Regions from separate parts of the Mus musculus genome. Here all the other regions are linked to region 1. The links are chromatin contacts, called in public Hi-C and promoter capture Hi-C maps. All regions are on one chromosome and are shown on one strand. The core of a region is the stretch at or near the end of the contact, and the rest is flanking DNA. Distances in the headings are between cores, read along the strand shown.

Region 1 (3,707 bases), core at 177-2,676:
GTTTCCTCTAATATATAATTACGTAGCTGCAAAGCTGCAATTCTGGGATTCATGAATTTATTTAATAAGTTTATTCACACACGGTTTAAAACACATAAATACATAATTCCAACCCTCCCTTTTTCTTTCAAAAATAGATCAAGGATTTCTACTTGTGATATCTAAGTCTCAGCTTTTGAAGTTGGCCTGTTTTTTGTTTTTGCCAGGAATTAGTTCCTAAAAAGATGATTTTGAACTCAACAACAAGCAAAGCAAATGGTTTGGGGTGGTGCTGGAGGATATTGGGGAGTCCCAGGGCCTTTGGAGTGCTAAATGTGTGCTTTGCTTAAGATCTACAGCTCTTGCTCACTACAGAGAATTGCTAGATGGTCTGAGTGGGGGAAGGAGGTGGGAGGTCGCTGTTAACCTCTAGGATAGCCCAGGCCGGTGTGTCATTTTCCTTGTAATACTGATGCCATTTGGGAAATTAGTATGTAATAAGAACTCAGGCAAAAGGGGAGGGAAGAGTTCTATGGCTTTTTAATACCTGTGGATTTTGTCCCAATTAGCATTTTTACTGTCCAAATACCTACTCTCAAAAGAAGTGTGACGGCAGCAGGCAGTGAAATATCTTTTGCGTACCTTTAATACCCAATACTAAGCTTGAACATCTGGCAACTCAACACACTTTGCTCATGAATCCTAGAAAACAGCGTAATTATACACTCAAGCAAACAAGTCAAGAGAAAGGCTGTTTCCTGTTAAGAATTCCGGGGAGCATCAAAGTTAAAGCTCCCTTCTGCATCTATGCTCTTTTTAATCGCCACTGGTGTCTCCATTACACTTGCGATTACCCGGGTTGATAGTCTGTGAGAGACCATCCCAGGCACAGCGTATGGAGGGCCGCCCCTCCCCCCCCCCCATAAAAATAAAACAAGGAAAGGTACAGCAAGGCACGCAACCAACATTACAGAGCGATGACCTTGTATTGTTAAAAAGTCAAGGAAATAGCCTGCCTTGCAAGCCGCCCGTGTTCGTCCGTGTGTCACCCTCCCTAGTCGCAGATGTACTTGACACCCTTGGTTCTAGCATCTCCTCTGGCCTGCTGTACACCACCCTACCAAAGCTTGCAGTGAGAAAGCAGGGTCTTGCCCGGAGACCCGGGCTCACAGGATGGTGCAGGTGGGCTGGTATGCTGGCTTGCCTGTTGATTATGGACCCTGCAATATGCAACTGTAGGCTGAGCGCCACCAACCAGCACAGCCGGGTTCTCCGGGACAGTACCTTGCTTACAAGCAGGAGCCGCGGCCTCCAGCCCGCAGGCTGGGGGCGGGGGCCTCGGCCCAGTGCCCACCCCCTGTGCTCCCAGCGTCTGCTCCTACTACCAGCCGGTTGTAGCCGGCCGGGAGCGCGCTTTCTAACGTAACCCGCCCGCGGGAACAATCTGTCCCTTCCAGCCTATCTCCGGAGGGGCATTACAGCCGGGGCGCCCTCCTCACCCACCCTATGGCCTAAACGGGTCTTTAGATGTTTTTTCAAAACCAGATCGTAGTCTGCAGGGACGCTAGGCGGGAAAGGCTGGGAGGACTCCTTTTCGCCGCCAGCTTGCGGCTCCGGGCACACAAATTAGGCCGGAGCAGCAGAGTCGAGTCCTCTTCCCGTGGCAAGGGGCTCTGTGTGTGCGGGATCAGGGGAGGTGAGAGAGGACCCTGGCGTCCCAGGTCCCAGCGGCGGCGGCGCTAGCGGCTAGGCAGGTGCCCCCGGGCGCGCAGTCTGATTGGCAGGTGCAGGAGTGGGTGGGGAAGGCGGGCCTGGCGCTGCGGGAGGCTGCAGCCCCGCCTCCCCGCCCCCGCCGCGGGACTATCTGGTCCCGGCAGCAGCGATGTCCCCCGGCAGGAATGTCCCTCCTCAGATAATGTTATTTATATCTCTGGGCGGGTCCGCGGCTCCGCTGCACCAGGCGCCCGGCGGCCACTGTGCCAGGAGCCCCGTGCTGCCCTCCTCCCCCTGCGCCGCCGCCCCCGGGCTCGGGGTAGCCGCCGCTTCAGCCCCAGCGCAGGTGAGTCCCCGAGGGCCGCGCGACGGGAGGGAGCTGGGTGCCCCGGAGCCAGCGCCGGGGAGTGCGGGGCCCAGGGGGCGGGTGACGCGACAGCCCGGTGGGGGCCTGGCCCCGGGTGCCTAGCACGGGGCGGGAGGGGTGAGGAGCCCAGGAGGCCCTGGCGGCTGCGGCAGTCGTCACCCCGGGACGCGGGAACCCGCGTGGGTTTCGCAGGCGCTGGGCGAGCAGGGCGCTAGCTTTGGGAAGCCAGCTAGTAGAGTGTCGCCGTGGGGCACGGGGAGTGGGTTTGGGGGGTTTGTGCTCTTGGCCGCCTCCCCCAGGACCCTCGCCTGGGAGCAAAGTTGGGGGGGGGGGCTGCCTGTCGTCGGTCTAAGGACTGTCCGCGTCTGTGCCTCCTGCTGCCTGGTTTCTCAAACCCCCGGGCGTGTCGGATCCTCTTCTGGAACTTGGCTAGCGCGCTCCAGGGCTGCCCAGTGCCAAGGCTGGGAGGACAGTTCAGGGCAGCAGAGGGGGCCGGGCCTCAGGATGTCAGGCAGGACGTGCAGAGTGGCCCAGTGTAGACTGAGAAGGGAGAGATCAAGTGTCCCAGGACTATACTTCAAGGACCCCCACCTTTTCCCTTTGAGTTCCTTATCTCCAAGCTACTGCCCACTCTACGGTTACCCTTCGTGCCAGTTCCAGCAACTTGGCCCCGGAGAAATAGCAGAAAATGGAAGAAACAAGAGCTCTAACACAATCCTCAAGTCCCACCAACTTACCCAGACTTCCCAAAGGGGAAATAGCTACGAGGCTTGAGTACAGTTTCCGTGACAACAAGCCTTAGGTAGGGCCTTGATTTATAGTCTATTAATATCCAAACCACTGTTTTCAGTGAGCAATTAGAGGTGCTACAGTTAATAACACCCTTAACTCACTGAAGGGATATGGAAAGAAGCCATTGTTTTAGATGCATCCGGCAGGGTGGGATGGGATTATATAGTGATGGTCTCTTTTTTACTAAGAACTTCAGTGGGGAGAGGATACGGCTGTCACCTCCACGCTAGGAGGCAGCCACACAAAACCCCTGCCTGTGCAATGGATGTATATAGTTCAGTTTCCAAGGGAGGTGATTCAGATAGCTCCTGAATGAGAGGAGCCTTCAGGGAAGAAAAAAAAATCGAGGCACATTTAAGCTGTTCTCTTAGGCTATCCTTAGCGTCACGGATCGCTCAGAATTTTAATCTAGAATTCTCTTTTCACTGCTCTATGACTACGACCCAGGGTAGTCATCTCCTATTCCAGGATCAGACTTCATATGCTTTTCCAATGAGCCCTGATTTCCAGAATGTTATGGGAAACTCTTACAAGTGTAGACTGTTTGTTCACTATGTACTGAATGCCCAGCACCCACAGAGGCTTGGGGACTAGCTAACAAAAGGAACAGTAAACTTAGAACAGAGAAGAGCCCACCAATCTCCAGATGAGGCCAATCGTTTATACAAAGTGTTATCACATTCCAGTGTTGAGTAAAGCACAGTTGAAAGGAGAGGGACCCTTTTGCTGGTGCACCTCCCTTTATCAGTGGCCCAGTGGTAGTGGCTGGGGATGAGCCAGTCCAGTTAATCTTGAGTTCTCTGAAGACATAGAGTCCACTCAAGGAATTGAAAGCACCCAAAAACTCCCAGGCATT
Region 2 (3,999 bases), core at 214-2,713, 330 kb after region 1:
CTTTAAAATACACTGATAAAGAAGCTGGAGAGATGGCCTAGGAGTTAAGAGCACTTGTTACTGCTGCAGAAGACCCAGGGTCCGCTCCCAGCACCTGCGTGGTGCCTCACAGCCATCCATGACTCCATGGAATGCAATGCTCTCTTCTGGCTGCCCAATGCACTAGGAAGGCATGTGTGCAGTCACACGTGGGCAACTCACTGATACTCATAAAACTAAAGAAGCCTTAAAACGTGTAAAAATAAAATATATTGATAAATGAAGGTGCAGAAACAAACTAAGTACAAACTAAGTTACAGCTAAAATTATATAAAACAGGGGCTGGAGAGATGGCTCAGTGGTTAAGAGCACTGACTGCTCTTCCAGAGGTCTTGAGTTCCATTCCCAGCAAACACAGGGTGGCTCACAACCATCTGTAATGGGGTCTGATGCCCTCTTCTGGGGAGTCTGAAGACAGCGACAGTGTACTCACATACATAAAAATAAATAAATCTTTAAAAAAATGATTATATAAAACAAATCTACACAGTAATACAACCAAATGCAAAGGTAAGAAAGTCCAACGTCACTGGCCCAAGTCCATCCTAAGAAGAGTGAGATTTTGAAGTCACTAGCTATTCCACCGTAGGATAGAGTTAATAAAGAATAAAGAGAAACAAGCAAAAAGGATCAAAGCGTTAAACTTTCTAGTAGTAACGGTTATTGGAAACGGAAAGAAACCAGAGTAGAGCCTAGCGATGCCCACACAGAACAGGGATGAAACTGAGTGGGGCAAGCACGGGGTGGGGAGTGGGGGGAGGTGCCACCCTGCTCTCCCATTGTGCAACCTGCTTACAGTCATTTGCCCCAGTAGTAAGGTGGGAACAACAACAATGACTCCAATAACAAGCACAAAGAATCACACAACTAATGTGTAAAGCGTGGCGTTGGCCATGTAATAATGACTGGAAACAATACTGGCTGTGGTGGCAATGTTTATCTAAGCACCAGGAGGTAAATCTAACTAGATAAGTTTCCTTCCAAGTAAAAGAAATGACAGAGTCAAAAAACTCCAAGACCCTTCTTAGCTAAATGAAAAACACTGATTCGGCCACTAACAAAAATGAATACAAATACACAGAAAGCCAATTACATAGGTGTGAAGCTATATATTACCGCTTCTCACACTCTGCATTAGGCAAGCAAGCACTCCTCCAATCAGCACAGCCTCAAAAGCACTCTGATGCACATTGATTCACTCAATAAATCAGACACTGTATACGCCACTGAAACCAGGAGGGCACAGGTATCCCAAAGCCCAAGGTCGCATGGAGACGTTTTCTTCCCTAGATAAGGACTCCACAGGAAGGGCGCTATCGCTGGACAACAGGAACCTTGTCCAAGGGCAGGTGTAAACCCCGTGTGTCTGTCGCAATCCTGTCAGCCCACCCAGCTGGGAGACACAGAAAGTAGCTGGGTGTGGTGGCACATTCCTTCAATTCTAGTGCTTGGGAGGCAAAAACAAGAGGGTCCCTCCATTTCAGACCAGCCTAGTCTGTAGGGAGGTCCAGGGCAGCCAGCTTCCTCCCCAACTCCTGCAAAGAAACTGTATTAAGCATTTACTTTTATTAAACAGTTTCACTCAAAGTCTAAGAAGTTTTCTTTCTAATTCTTTCTTTATGACTTATAAAACTGCTGGGACTAGGAAGACAGACGGCTCAGTGACTAAGAGCCCTTGTTGCTCTTACAGAGGACCTGGACTCAACTCCTAGCACTCACATGGCGATTCACAACTGCCTGTAACTGCAGTTCTAGGGGCTCTGATGCCCTCTTCAGACCTCAGTGGGCAACAGGCACACATGCATCCAACATACACAGAGGGAAAACACTCATGCACACAAAATAATAAAATCAACAGATCCCAAGGAAACATTCCTGAGTGTCACTTTAATCCCACTGCTGGGAGGCAGATGGAAAGATTCATGAGTACCAGACAAAGGCCTACATAGTGAGTTCCAGGCCAGTCAAGGGCTACACAGTGAGACCCTGCTTTGTTTTGTCAAACAAACAAACAACAAAGTCACCAGAATTTAGTAAGTTTTTATTATGTAGCTTATCATGAAGTCTTTTTTTTTTTAAAAGGAATTATTTTATGTATATGAGTGTACTGTCCGGTCTTCAGACACACCAAAGAGGGCATCAGATGGTTGTGAGCCACCATGTGGTTGCTGGGAATTGAACTCAGGACCTCTGCAAGAGCAGTCAGTGCTCTTATCCACTGAGCCAACTTTCCAGAAGTTTATTTACATAAACAGTCCTTATATTTTACCTGCTCTGATTTTTGTGATTAAAATCTGTTACTACTTGTTTGCGTTACCAGCTATCACTGGAAGAACATGTTTATCAGAGCTGTCAGTTGGGCTGGGACAGAAAGTCAAACCCTCAACTGTCACTCAAAGGTCTGATACCCAGGTCAGTACCAGCATTAAGGAGGCAGAGAGCCAGTGCATTTGACACTACAACTGAAACTTACTTTGAAAATGTTTACCAGCTTATTTTAAATGTCAAAATGCTCAAGAAACTCATCAGCTGTAGTAAGCAATTCAGACAGCCATAAACCTATAGAGAACAGATCTTAATCTAAGTTCAAGAGTCTTATAGAAATCAAACATGTAGGACTGTCAAACATTCTATCAGGATGTAGCTAACTGAGGTAAACTAGGTGCTGGGACTATAGACAAGTATTCCTATGTACCTCAGATGGCACTAAAACCGTCTTGGTACTTTCTAGTGTGGTCTTCGGCAAAGATCATCAACTAAGGACTGGGTCCTGAATTCAGGCGCTACTGCGTAAGTGCTGAGCAGTTCCCTGAGGATGCTATGGAAGCTTTGGGTTTTGTTTTTCTTTTTCAAGGCAGGGCCTCACATAGCCTAAGCTGTCCTCACACTCTATTTGTAGTAGAGAATGACCTTGAACTTCTCATCATCTTACTTCTGCGCCCCCTCCCCCCAGCTCTAGAATTACAGCCCTGCACCACCATGCCTGGTTTACTAAGTGCTTGCGACAGAACCCAGGACTTCCCGCATGCTGGGTAAGCACATCTGTCAACAAGCTATACCCCCAGCTTGTAGAACCTATTTTTAGTAAATTTCTTACTGACATAGTAAAATTTGAGGAATGAATTTTCTCTGTGGATAAATGTCTTAAGTGGTAATTAACAGGTTTGGCCTGATTATATGATAAGGGTGTGTAAATACATTCATAGAGTAGTGGTGGCATGCACCTTTAATTACAGCAGTTCCACACCACAGGGCTACACAGCGAAAGAGAAAAGAGACACTTGTGACAATAACCAGTTTAGAGATTCCTCAAGATAAAAGGTTTTTATCACTTAAGTGACAAACACAAAAATTATTCACTATTTAAACCAGGCGTTCTGGCTAGCTATTAAATTCAATAGTTAGTACGGGAAGTTCTGAATTTATAATTGGATAATGTTCCAAAACTTATTTTTGAGTTATTTGGAACCTGAAACACACATTCCCATAGAAACAATGCTATAAATGGTGGCTCAAGTTTGTGCTCACACCCAAAAGCCTGTTAAAGCCACTGTGCGCCCTGTATGAGTCTTCACGATGCTGGGGCGTACTGTGTCATTAGTACTCACCACTGTGAGGAGCAGTATGGTACAGTAATGTCCACTGTACGGAGCCCTCAAGGACAGGGACAATGCTTAAAGGCCTTAGTGTTCTTGTGGTCAGCAGTCATCCTACAAGGCTGGCACTTAAAGTGAAAGGAAAAGAAAGAAAAGTCCTGGAAACAGCCACTGCTAGACATGGGGTACCAATTCTGGCTGCTCAGCAACTCCCAGCAACCCTTGCGGCCCTTGACTCCTCCTTCTCAGCCATCAAAGCAGAAGAGTCACATTCAGGCAAGGACTCCTGCACTGACTAGCAACAACAGTGCTTCTGGCAATCTAACTGTTAAAAGTTAGTGTCATCATACTGAACACAATTTAT
Region 3 (3,641 bases), core at 1,022-3,521, 360 kb after region 1:
TATACATATATATATATATACACACACACACACACATATATATATATGAAGTAAGTAGTTACTTTAATGTATAACTATATATTATAATGTATAAAAAGTTTGTTTTGTTTTAAGACATGGCTATACCAAATCACAAGTAGTTTTAACTGTACTTACTAGCATTCCAACCTCTTATATGGCCTTTTATTTATTAGCCATCAAGTATACCTCATTTTTAATAAATATTTTAGCTAAAAGGAAGGACTGGAGAAGTCAGTAGTGAAGAAGGCTTGAGCAGAGAAACAGTGCATTCACGTAAGTGGTCATACAGGTCTGTGTGAGCCAACCTTGTGCGGATAGGCAGATCTCCAGTGTGCTCTTGGACACCTTCAGGTGTTTATAGCAAGAGGATCACCTAAGTTTGAAGAGGAAAATGGTAAGATACGTATCATCTCCCTGACTTAATGTTGCAGACTTATTAAGGCTGCCTGGGTTGATGATAGTTTTTTTTTCTAAAAGTCACTCATAAGGGTGATTTGACAATGGTGTAGCTTTCGCTTTTCTGTTAGTAAAAGCAGTGGAGTGGATGCACTGAGCATTCCAGACCTACTTAAAACCCATGCCGGCAGCTCTCCTTCTGTGAATATACTCACTTCCCTTTTATAGTGGCGACACTTAGAAACTTACAACTCCAGGAAAATGGAAGATGTTGGACTAAGTGATGAATTTTCTGTACCTAACAAGTAGCTTAGCAAATTTCATTGTTTCCAAAGGGTTATTTCAACTTGAAGTTCTGTTCTCAAGAATCAAAAGGCAAGAGAGACTGTAGAACAGCACCCCACCACCACCCTATTGAAGTCTCAGCTCACAGACATTTGAAGAGCATTTGAGTTGGTCCTGCCACACACACACTCTCAGCCTTGCTATGTCACCAGGTTGGCCTTAAAATCTTGAGCACAAGCAGTCTTCTTCAGCTTCCCAGGCGGCCAGTACCATGGGGTACGTGCCATTTCACACCATGGGGTATGTGCCATCTCACACCATGGGGTATATGCCATCTCACACCATGGGGTATGTGCCATCTCACAGACACCTCGGTGTGTATAGCCAGTTAATTCTGACCCCACTCCCATACCTCTGAAGACATTTAAGAGGTTCTCCTGCCCCCGGGCGTGGTGGCACACGCCTTAATCCCAGCGCTTGGGAGGCAGAGGCAGGTGGATTTCTGAGTTTGAGGCCAGCCTGGTCTACAAAGTGAGTTCCAGGACAGCCAGGGCTACACAGAGAAATCCTGTCTCATAAAACCAAAAAAAAAAAAAAAAAAAAAAAACCGATTGTTTTTATTCCCCCACCCCCATCCCCCTCTGGATGAATGGTGAGTTAGGTTACATGACAGAGTTCCAGAGATGGTGGCATGGACTCTAATCCCAGAATTTGTGAGGCTGATCTCTGAGTTCAAGGCCAGCCTGGTTTATATAGTGAGTTCCAGACCAGTTAGAGTGACATAGTTAGACCCTGTCTCAAACAAACAAAACAGCACACACACAGATACCACACCAACCTGAAGTAGTAGCTTCATTGTTTTGTTTGTAAGTTTTTGAGATAGTCTTGCTATTTGGCCCAGGCTAGACTTGAACGCACCGTTGTCTTCCCATCCGGCCTTCAGAGTGGTAACTTTTAAAGGCCAAGTGAAGAACCCTACTGGGCACTGTTTTAAGGTAACTGAGTTTCTGATTTAGAGTTAGCGTCTGAGATCAAGACTGATGATGTGTTTTAAGAACAGAACATAGCTAGTGGTAGAATGGATTGTATTGGGGTGGTTAACAAATGTGCTGTTTAGGGGTCATAACTGCATGGTATCTTACACTTAAGTCATCACAGCAATCACTCGGTTACTTGAGTGACTTGATCATACAGAAGCACAGATACTGACCATGTATTTTAGGCTATTTAGGATATATTCCCTGCCTTTACTTTTTTTGAGATTTAGAGATAGATCTCAGTATATTTACATTGAGATACAGAGCCCAGGCAGGCTTCGATGACTTATGCAGAACGAGCAACTCCAGGCTCACTCAGTAAGACTCTCTCTCAAAAACCTGAGGCATCAGAACCTGGAGAACTCATGTGGGTGCTGGAACCAAACCAGGTCCTCTGCAGGAGCAGCAAGTACCCTTAAGCACCGAATCAGCCTCTCCTGCTCATTCTGCCTTTTTGAGGTTATGTCTTACTATATGGCCCACAATGGCCTGGGACTTGAAACAACCCTGCATCCACCTCCTAAGTGCCTGGGGTAGCATGCACTATAACGCCTACAGCCTGGGGAGTTTTGGTTTTGGTTTTTAAGACATAAGTCTTCATTTGGGGGAAAAAGTATTCATATTTTAAAAGATTTTCCAGGAACAACCTTTAGTTTTTGTCACATCTGCAATATGGAGCTCCCTTGCCCTCCCCTCTCCTCCCCTCCCCTCCCCTCCCCTCCCCGTCCTCCCCCACCCCACCCCCCAAGCAGTGTGGTTTGTGTAATGGTTGCCTAGTTGAGCCTGGAGTCACCATATGTACTTTGTTGCCAGATGTTGCCCTCTTGTGTTGAAGTGAGCAGCCTGCCGGGTAACATTTGGAGGCCTTGCGAAACAAGCTTAGTTCTTTTTTTTGTGTGTTTTTGTTTTTTGAGACAGGGTTTCTCTGTAGCTCTGGCTGTCCTGGAACTCACTCTGTAGACCAGGCTGGCCTTGAACTCAGAGATCCACCTGCCTCTGCCTCGGGCTAGGCAGATCCTATATAGAGCTTTTCTGTGTGGGCCAGCTTTAAGTCTTCCCTTCTTTATAGAGCCTGCATGTAGGTGTTTTGCATTTGTTGTTGGTAGGAGCGCTCAGTGAGTGCAGTCTGCCTGACAAGCAGTGTTGTTGCTCTTTAATGTATAGAATGTTTGAAGTGGTTACTTACCTCTTCCAAGTAAAGCGGAGGTGTCCACAGCACCTACCTCGCAGGGCTGGTGTGAGGCTTTGCTCTAAAATGGTTAGTGTGCTGATGGAAACCAACAGCAGGAAGCGGTTCCACGGCTAGCCCGGTTCAGTATTCCATCTGGTAGATTCTAGAACATGCTTGCAGCCCTACTTAATAGATAATTAGTTGAGAAAATTAGTTTTTATGAAAATGCGCCAGAAATGGGAGTGCTACTTGAGTTCTTACTCTTCTGAACTGTTTGTATCGTTCATCAAGGAAGATAGGATTTAGCATTAGTGGAAGTAAAATACACCTATTTCAGCATTAAGGAAACTTCCCTCCAAATACATTATTTTCTTTTTTTTTTTTTTTTTTTAAAGATTTATTTATTTATTTATTATATGTAAGTACACTGTAGCTGTCCTCAGACACTCCAGAAGAGGGCGTCAGATCTCGTTACGGATGGTTGTGAGCCACCATGTGGTTGCTGGGATTTGAACTTCGGACCTTCGGAAGAGCAGTCGGGTGCTCTTACCCACTGAGCCATCTCACCAGCCCCATTATTTTCATATAAGAAAAGGAACAAAGAAAATAAATATCCCATTGCTTCTTGGATGAAGACCATCTAAGTAATAAATAGGGACGGGAGATGGAATAAGGATTATCCGTAGGAACTCACTAATGTTCTTTGGAAGTAAAACTGGACCGCTTTCTCT

Evidence for each region. Promoter capture Hi-C pulls out the DNA fragments that hold promoters and counts their contacts. A called contact is a pair of places that touch in the nucleus more often than the background predicts.
Region 2: a contact with region 1 is called in a promoter capture Hi-C map of embryonic stem cells, with 2.3 times the contacts expected there. The contact joins the enhancer-like site here to the promoter of Sptb in region 1. A contact is called at or near these places in 8 of 39 promoter capture datasets (the 3T3-L1 cell line, embryonic stem cells, erythroid cells and 3 more), 1 of 15 datasets of contacts at CTCF or cohesin (the NIH/3T3 cell line), 10 of 484 Hi-C or Micro-C datasets (the G1E-ER4 cell line, the HL-1 cell line, cerebellum and 3 more) and 3 of 115 datasets of contacts at active chromatin or transcription factors (embryonic forebrain, embryonic stem cells and forebrain).
Region 3: a contact with region 1 is called in a Hi-C map of the G1E-ER4 cell line, with 2.2 times the contacts expected there. The contact joins the enhancer-like site here to the promoter of Sptb in region 1. A contact is called at or near these places in 2 of 39 promoter capture datasets (the 3T3-L1 cell line and hippocampal neurons), 14 of 484 Hi-C or Micro-C datasets (the G1E-ER4 cell line, the N1E-115 cell line, bone marrow-derived macrophages and 6 more), 1 of 115 datasets of contacts at active chromatin or transcription factors (forebrain) and 1 of 9 other capture datasets (liver).

Annotation. Positions count from the first base shown.
Region 1 is chr12:76,708,266-76,711,972 of GRCm38.p6, reverse strand. Sptb (spectrin beta, erythrocytic) reads left to right here and starts at 1,426. Exons shown (of 36, transcript NM_013675.3): 1 at 1,426-2,038.
Region 2 is chr12:76,377,750-76,381,748 of GRCm38.p6, reverse strand. The region is part of intron 1 of Zbtb1 (zinc finger and BTB domain containing 1); the gene reads right to left. Among named protein-coding and RNA genes, the nearest start is that of Zbtb1, 9.2 kb to the right of the region's middle. Within about 2 kb of position 1,463, at least 12 of the 459 cell types and tissues checked have an H3K27ac peak or open chromatin away from gene starts, as enhancers often do. A contact at or near this core is called in the G1E-ER4 cell line and embryonic stem cells, where this site is marked.
Region 3 is chr12:76,344,876-76,348,516 of GRCm38.p6, reverse strand. No RefSeq gene overlaps it. Among named protein-coding and RNA genes, the nearest start is that of Akap5, 22 kb to the right of the region's middle. Within about 2 kb of position 2,271, at least 16 of the 459 cell types and tissues checked have an H3K27ac peak or open chromatin away from gene starts, as enhancers often do. A contact at or near this core is called in the G1E-ER4 cell line, where this site is marked.